Regions from separate parts of the Mus musculus genome. Here region 2 is linked to region 1. A link is a contact called in public Hi-C data. All regions are on one chromosome and are shown on one strand. The core of a region is the stretch at or near the end of the contact, and the rest is flanking DNA. Distances in the headings are between cores, read along the strand shown. Region 1 has its middle 7.1 kb from the start of Gm5091. Region 2 overlaps Gm10510 (predicted gene 10510).

The links. Hi-C and Micro-C count contacts between places; a contact is called where the count stands out from the background.
Region 2: a contact with region 1 is called in a Hi-C map of muscle stem cells, with 1.7 times the contacts expected there. The contact joins two enhancer-like sites. A contact is called at or near these places in 4 of 484 Hi-C or Micro-C datasets (the HPC-7 cell line, liver, muscle stem cells and 1 more), 3 of 115 datasets of contacts at active chromatin or transcription factors (embryonic midbrain, embryonic stem cells and pancreatic cancer cells) and 3 of 9 other capture datasets (adipose tissue, embryonic stem cells and pancreatic islet).

The regions. Positions count from the first base shown.
Region 1 is chr17:15,245,823-15,249,928 of GRCm38.p6, reverse strand. No RefSeq gene overlaps it. Among named protein-coding and RNA genes, the nearest start is that of Gm5091, 7.1 kb to the right of the region's middle. Within about 2 kb of position 1,873, at least 92 of the 459 cell types and tissues checked have an H3K27ac peak or open chromatin away from gene starts, as enhancers often do. A contact at or near this core is called in muscle stem cells, where this site is marked.
Region 2 is chr17:15,348,592-15,352,697 of GRCm38.p6, reverse strand. It overlaps Gm10510 (predicted gene 10510), which reads left to right. Exons shown (of 3, transcript NR_033511.1): 2 at 840-994; 3 at 1,410-1,885. Among named protein-coding and RNA genes, the nearest start is that of Gm10510, 3.8 kb to the left of the region's middle. Within about 2 kb of position 2,322, at least 2 of the 459 cell types and tissues checked have an H3K27ac peak or open chromatin away from gene starts, as enhancers often do. A contact at or near this core is called in muscle stem cells, where this site is marked.

The DNA.
Region 1 (4,106 bases), core at 624-3,123:
CCTGTATAGAAGGCCAGTGTGGTGGTGGTGGTGGTGGTGGGGTGGACCCCCAGTAAGGAGGGAACCAATAGCTTGCTGTTCACAGGTGGCTTGATGGCTGAACATGTAGTACAGTTCTATAAAAGTGACAGGAAGCATGGCGTTTGACTACAAACTATTAGTCTAGTGACTGTATGCAAGAAGAGAGGAACATTTCCCGGATGGTGCTAGGGGAGAGACTGTTCACATCTCTGAGGGCTGGCTCCAGGATGGAACTACAAGCCCTAGCTGGGGATGTGGGCTGTCCTGTGTTCGGTGCAGCTATTTTCTCACATGACAAACCCAGGGAGGTGACAGCCTTAACCCCACAGGGTCATCAGTAGGCAGACATACCATCACCCTGTCAACAGTCTTCCAAGTATAAGATATGACAGTGAAGAGCAGTGAATAGCAGCACCCTCACTGCAAGTCTGAGCATGGAGATGGTGTTCCAGTGGAACACCACGCAGAGTTCCTTCTCCTTAGAGGCACTGGGAGCCCCCCACATCAGCAAGTCCCAGATTTTAGCCTCTGTTCAGAGGAAGACAGAGCCCAGGCGCTCAGAAGAGGGTGGCTTTGGGGTGGAGGCAGTGCCCTTTCGCTGACACGTTTATTGGGTTACTATGTCAAGCACCTGTTTTGTCTTTGGGAGAACTGAGCTGGAGGCCTCCAAAGGCCATCTCTTAAGCCAGGCCTTCGAGTCCCACCTAAAGTCAACAGAGGAGACAAGGAAGCACCAATAGAGTGTTTTCTTTTCAGTGGTCGAAATGCCCAGAGCCCACTGTTTTCCACCAAGCTCTGGCAGAGCATAACCTTTCTGAGACTATCAGTAACCGTTCAATTAGCCTCAGGAAACTAGAGCTTTGCAGACAGACCTCAAGAAGTTCACGTGGCTACGCTTTCCGCACGGGCTGATCCTTGCTCGGGAGTTGGTAATAATGCCAGGCCACACCACTGCCCCTTTTAAAGATCAACCATAATATCTCAGAAGCTCAGGGCAAGCTGCCTGTTTGGCATCATCACAACACTCTCAGAAATGTTCTAATTGATATATATATATATATATATATATATATATATATATATATATATATTCTTCTGTCTTCTGCAGTCATCCCTACAACTTGAAAAGTAAACTTTTCTCTTTGTACTTAACTGACTTGAGGCAAGAAGAGCTAGGAGCATTGCGGGGCTGCTGTTGTCTGGTCCAGAGGCGGGTCATCCTGTCCTGCCTCTCTTTTATGTGACATTCTCTTTGTGAACAGGTGTGAGGGCCCAGCTTTGAAACTCGAGCCTGCAGCCTGGCCTGGAGCAGGGGAACCAGGGGCCTGGGGCAGCTGCTGTGCCTCCCCTTCAATCCCTGCGTTCCCTCAACCTCCTTCTCCCCTTCTTTGGCTTCCTCTCATCCTCCCACCCTCCCCCTTTGTCTTCTGTTCCTCCTTGTCTTTGTCCTTCACTACTCTCCTTCTTGATCCTCCTCCCTCCCCCTCCCCTTTCTCTGCTCTCTCACCTCCCCCTGCTCCTCCCCCTGACCCCCCTTCCCCTGTTCCTGCCACTGGAGCATCAGCCTGGCAGAGGCTGGGAGCAGGAGCAGGCCAGGCTCACTGCACCGCGTGAGAGCAACTCTGAGGACCTGTCTGGCCCAGGGTCAGGAGGTCATAGAGGTGGGCGGGGCCCGGGCAGCAGATTGGGAGCCCCCTGCCCCAGCAGCGTCATTTAGACAAACAAGCAGATGGCAGGTGTCAATGGGGACAAAGAGCCATCTGCGCAGCGAGGCTGCCCCACTGTCTCTCACAGGGACTTCATTAAGCCCGACGTCAGATAGCTGTGCTTCAGTCAGAACCAGCAGGGCCCTCGCTGGCTAGAAGAGGGGCTGTAGCTCTGAGCTCTACCCAGCGCTATGCCTGCCAGGCCAGACACAGGCCACAGGGGCGGGGCCTGTGTGTTCACAGTAGGGCTCCTGTCTGCTTTCAAAGGGCCAGCCTTGCCGACTGTGGTAACCTAATGGCTGCCAGAGGCAGGTCTGGTGATGGAATTTAGCATCTCAATGGCTCCCCCTCTAGCATCCATGGCTGCTTTCCGGATACCGGTCCTTGCACCGATGCTCTCAGGTAGCAGCACAGCAAAGCCCTAGATATACAAAGCTGGTACTGGGCTAAGGATCAGTAGAGTTGTACAGCTCCCCAGGAGAATGGGATCCGAGGCCATGGTCCAGGCAGCTCTTGCGGGGTGGGGGGTGGGGGGGGCGGGCAAGAATGATGTAGCCATCCTGAATCTTCCTAGCTAGTCACGTGGGGGAGGTTCTGGATTTGGGCATTGGTGAGAAAGGGCCCCAATCCAAGTGTCACCTTGGCCAATGTCTCTTCATTCAGGATGGAAAGGTTAAGTACCGATGCTGGTTGGTTTTTATAAACTTGACAAAAACCTGGACTTAACAGGGAAGAGAGAATCTTATTTTTTTTTCTATTTTTTACACTCCATATTTTATTCCCCCTCCCCATCCACCCTCCAACTGTTCCACATCCCATACCTCCTCCCCACCTCCTTGTCTTCATGTGGATGTCTCCACCTCCCTACCCCACCTGACCTCTAAATTCCCTGGGGCCTCCAGTCTCTTAAGGGTTAGGATGAGAGAATCATAACTGAGAAAATGGCCTCACAGATTGGCCTGTAGTCAAGTGTCTGACGTTATTGACTTGATTCGTGATTGACATGGGAGGGCCCAGCTCACTGTGGGCAGTACCAGTCCTGGGCAAGTGGTTACGGGTGGTATAAGAAAGCAAGCTGAGCAAGCTTCCTGCACAATTACAATCAGAAATCTGGGCAAGAGCAGCCAGTGAGCAAGACAGGGATGTGTGTAAGTTCAACCGCTCCTCTCCTACTAGACACCCACACATTTCAGTGTGAGATTATAGCCTCTGCCAACCTCTCTCTCTCTGTGTGTGAGGAAGATAGCAAGACAACCTCACATAGGTTGCACCTGAGGAGGTGACGTGGACCCAAGGATAGCAATACAACCTGTTGCCATTGAGGAAGGAAACACGTGGCCATACCTTCTAAAGTATTCTGGGAAGAGTGTAGGATGATCAGGGTGAGACATGCTCCTGGCAAGGGTCTGGGTAAATACTGGGAAACTGTGGACAGAACACAGAACGGTGTGGAGCCCCTGGAGGGGGGTGGCTTATGGATGATCCCTGGGCTCTGGTGCTAGAAACTGGAGGGACTCATGAAGAAGAGATAAGGGAGGTGGCAGAAGAGACAGAGGGTGCCATTGTGCAGAGCTGTAAGCCATGGGAAAGGTTGCATTTCATTTTAAATGTACAGATCAGTGAACAGGCCTTTTAGATAAACTTCATGAGAATATAGCTTGACTTGTCATGTAAAGGGCTCTTAGGACCATAACACAGGCACTACACTAATCCAATCAGGATACCATTGCCCCACAGAAAACCTCCATCTATTACCTACCCATCTCCAGTCTTCTCAAACCATACCCTCCGAAATGAGCACTGTACATTTTATGTAAATGAGGTCCCAAGACCTGGGCTTTTATGTTCGCTTTCTTCCAGTCAGCTATGTGTGGGAGACTAATGTTGTGTCACATGCTAACACATCATTGGCTTTTCCCGATACACAGTGTTTCATTGCTCTCTTGGTGATGAATAATGAAGCAATTGGAGCCCTTTGATTATAAATAGTGATACTGTCTGTATTTATGTGGATATGCTTTTCCACTTTTTTTTTCTTCTGAGACAAGGTCTCATTCTATATCCTAGGCTAGCCTCAAATTCATAGAGAATCTTCCTGCTTCAGTCTCACAGGTGCTGAAGTGACAGACAAAAGCTTCCAGGTCTGGTTGTGTTTTTATTTGTCCTTCATAGATACCTAGGAATTCAATTTTTGGCTCATGGGATAACTTCACATTTGTCCTTTGAGGAGCTGTCAAACTATGACAGGTTTTAAGCAGGAATGTCTTAGTTAGGGTTTTACTGCTGTGAACAGACACCATGACCAAGGCAACTCTTATAAGGACAACATATATTTGGCGTTGGCTTACAGGTTCAGAGGTTCAGTCCAGTATCATCAAG
Region 2 (4,106 bases), core at 1,073-3,572, 100 kb before region 1:
TGAAAGGTGGGGGCTGGAGAGATGGCTCAGCAGTTAAATGCACTTGGTATTACAGCAGAGGTTCTAGGTTCAATTATAGTAACTATATGGTTGACAATAACCTATAACTCCAGTTCCAGGGGATCTGACCCCATCTTAGTAACCTCCTTGAGAATCAGGCATACATTTGGAGTGCATACATATAGGCAAGCAAAACACTCATACACATACAATAAAGTGATTTTAAAAATGTCAAGAAGTGAGCCTGTTTCTTCTTTCTCGTCTTGTGTCCTTGAGCACAGAGCTTTGGTAAATAGAGTCAGCGGTTTGAAAATGTCTATATGTCACAATTATAGCTTCCCAGTATGCTTATGACCCCACAGCCCAAGATGTTCATGTGACAGTCAAGTCTCAGGTGTCATCAGGTATACTAGAGAATGATTGCCTACCTGCCACCACAGGTTATCACTGAGGCCTCGTCCCCGTTAAGCTGGGGCCTGCATTTTGCCTGGCCTTAGTGTCTGGTGTATACTATCTGAGAAGCTTATCTGGACCAGCTAAGATGTTACTCAATGGAGTCTGAGCAGTTGTGGGTTAGCTGTTATTTAGCATGGAGGGAGAATGTACCTCCTCTCTGGAGGCTTAGCCAATCACAAGCTGCCTGCTCTCTGTTAGTCTCTTCTCTTACTCACCATGACCTAATGCTCATGGTGCACCATTGTCTCAGTCCCACAAACGAAAGTGTGGAGTGGCACAGAAAGAGTTCTAACCAAATAATATCGTTGGACAGGTGAAGGCAGGGAAACAGGAAGGGATGCGCTAAGTAGTGACTGCTCTCTGTCTAAATTGTCTTCTCCTAGTCATTTCACAGAAGTACTCTTGAGGATAGCTGCAGTCAAGAGTCTGCCCACAGCAAACAGGAGATGGACAACAGCTTTAATAGCCTCTGGTACTGACGAAAGGGTTCCCTGCCGACAATGGTGTTGAGGAGTCTGTTCCTGGCTTATTCTTCTAGGTAAGTGCCCAGAACTCACAGACCTTAATGTCCTGTTAGAAACAGAAACGTTTGTCAGCACTAAGGTCCAGCACATGCCATCTGCTTGACAGAAGGAGGATCATTAAGATAAAATGAGAATGCACATTTTTGTTTGTGGTAGAATTTAAGAGGACCATGCTCCTATCGGGCCAGTTGCTCATTTAGCTGCACAAAGCACTTTTCATCTCTACTGTATGAATGGGTAGCTCCAAGAGAGATGTCAGCCTACATCGAATGGTTCATTATAGAAAAATGAGATGCAGAGGTGTCATCGCAGAGATGCAGAGGTGTTGACACCTCTTTGAGGAAGGGGGAGGGGGGAGAGAGAAGAGAATGAAAATGAGAAATGAGATGGCAAACCAGATAGTAAAAGTGCTAATGACTCTTGCCCCAGGCCAGTGTCCTCCACTGCTGCTGCTGGCTGATCTGATGTACTAATTCATCTCCTATCCTGAAATTATGGATAACTCCCTGCTTCTGACCTGTGTGTGTGTCGCATGAGTTTGGGCTCTGGGCCTCCACCCTCCACAGCTGGGTCTCCTCTCAAGATCTCAGTCTTCTTTGTGAGTGCCATGTTTCTTCAGGCTCTCTCTTGAGTCTGTTTTAGAACATTCACATCCTTTGAGTGGTTTCTTTGGGAGAAGCACAAGAAGATGTCCCCCGGGGCTCAGGGTTTTCACAAACTCTAGTTCAAAACCTACCAGAACACTGGCCTTGCTAGTCTGTGGTGTTCTCGGAAGGAGGTTAAGTCAGTGAATGAAGAAGAGTCCTTGGTGGCCCATATGACCTCAGCAGACGGATCCTGAGTCCTGCACGGCTCTCCTGAGTTGCTCACCTTGGCTTGCCTGCTTCCTTGGCTGACCTCTACACACTGGCTGGGTGGGTCCAGATAATACCAACAGTTTTGTTCCACAAACTGTATTTCTCAAGATGTAGCCCTAAGGAACTGTGATTTATCCTCCATGTCTGCTTCTTCAGGAAGCCTCTACCCATTAGCAGTGTGGGGTTAATTTTCCTCCAGCCAGGCTGTAGTGCGCATGTCTGCATCTTTCCCATAAATGAGTGACTTTCTATCTCTTTCCTGCATTTAGAACAGTTCTTGACCATACAGGGAACTCATTCAGCCTGTGTTCAGTCAATCCAAAAGATAAAAAAAAAATTTTACTGTGTCAGTGTATGTACTAGTAATTTTCATTGTAATCAGATCTGTGACCTCTATCCTACGGGAACCAGTTCCTAAGACAGTAAGGGCACTTTCCCATGCTGTTCTAGCTTCCACAAACTGAGCAACCACACTGCTGTGAGTCTATCCTTCCCAGCTGCTCAGCTAACAGTGGTTCCACCTGTCTCTCAGTGGTATCTGTAGTGCCACAGACAAATGAGTGGCTTTATTACCGTGACTTTTCAAGGATAATTACAGGGCTCTTGGCTTGCCATTGCTAGCTGGCAAAACTCTTAGCTGGAGACCAAAGGAAGGTGGGAGTTGAAAGCTCATAGGAAACACACAGCTCTGTGACCATATAGTTTCTTACACAATCTTTTGGATGCAGCAGACAAATAGATATCATTATAGTTTGGTTCCCTTGTGAATATCAGTGAAGAACATGCAGAAGCTTACAGAGTTAAAATTATAAATCCTTGCTTTGGGTTATGATAATGGTCAAGCCTCACCTGACATGACCTCACCTGCATAGTACCTGAGCTCTGTGTGTCCAGGCTATACTACCTTCTCTGTCTGGGATCAAGATGTCTAGTGAGTTCACAAGCTTAGTGAATAATGAACAGCCATGAGTTGTGATGTTCCCCATCTGCGGCTCAGTAAAGGTGCCCCACTTCTGGCTTTGGAATAACTTACATTTCTCCAGGGTCCAAAGTCAGGGCAAGGGTTGCACTGTAGAGTTCCATCTTATATATATATGCTGGAGTCAGCTCTATACAAGAGGTGAGGGAGCTCCCAAGGTCTGGACTGTGCCTGTAGGGTTCCTGGTCTTCTGGTCACTGCCAGCCATGTTGCGACATTGCTCAGGACCATCCCCGGAGTCACATGCCAGATTCTTCAGGAAAGGGCCCCTCACCAGACCCAAGGCAGTAAGATCTGTCAAGAGTCAAGCTATGGGTTTGAGAGAGGTAGTATCTTGTAGACCACTCTCATCTTAACAAAAGTCAACACTGTGCCTTGGGTTGGTAAATATCCAGCTTTGTAGGACTCTCTGTCAAAAAGAAAGTGGAGTGAGGGCAGCCCTTGTGGATCCTGCCTGAGGTTCAGGATGGTCTCTGGAAGTCTCTTTGAGTCTTAAGGGCCATGATTTGCTTTTTGCTGAAAGTCTACACTGGGAGCTAGGAGCCAGGCAGAAAGCACCCATGTCTTTTGCTGCTTTTCTTTTTACCTTAGACTTTTCAGCCCATCAAATCAATCACCGAAACACAATGGCCCTATTGAGTAGGACTTGTCACCTCTTGTTCTAGCTTGCTAGAATAGGACCTCATTGTTGAGTGGGGGCATAAGGAGACTTCTTAATTAAAGCATAGCATGCTTAAAATTACAAGTACATGATTTTGCATACTCCAAGAGTTTTTCTCCTGTCACATGACTTTCTCCCTGGTCTTTAAAAGTATCTTCTCCTTGTAACTTTGTTTCTTCTCTTGAACACTACCTTTAAAATCGTTTCCACCTTCTCGAAAGCAGTAGGATGAATAGGCCATCTCTGCCATCTCTATGTGTAGTGATAAGTTAGTGAACCTACTCTGAGCTCTTGGTGGGCCATGCATGTGTGAGTGCACACCGCCCATGTGTGTGCACTGTATCCACCCACAGAGCTCTCTGGGTTCTCAAATGAAAGACACATACATACAATCTTGATAAGTCTTGGCTAGCTCAGTGGCTGGGCACTTCTAATCCACCCCACAGCTAGCATATATTTCCCTCTGGTACTCTTGGCTTAACACTTTTTAATTTTATGTTTTATTTTTGCTGTGCTGTTACCTTCTGGGCAGCTTCCCCATAGGGCTGCTTTCCTCTTCCATGTACATTTTGGATGACTTTTTCTTCTGTAGCTCTTAAACCCAATCCCTCTGCCTTCAAGCCATGGCA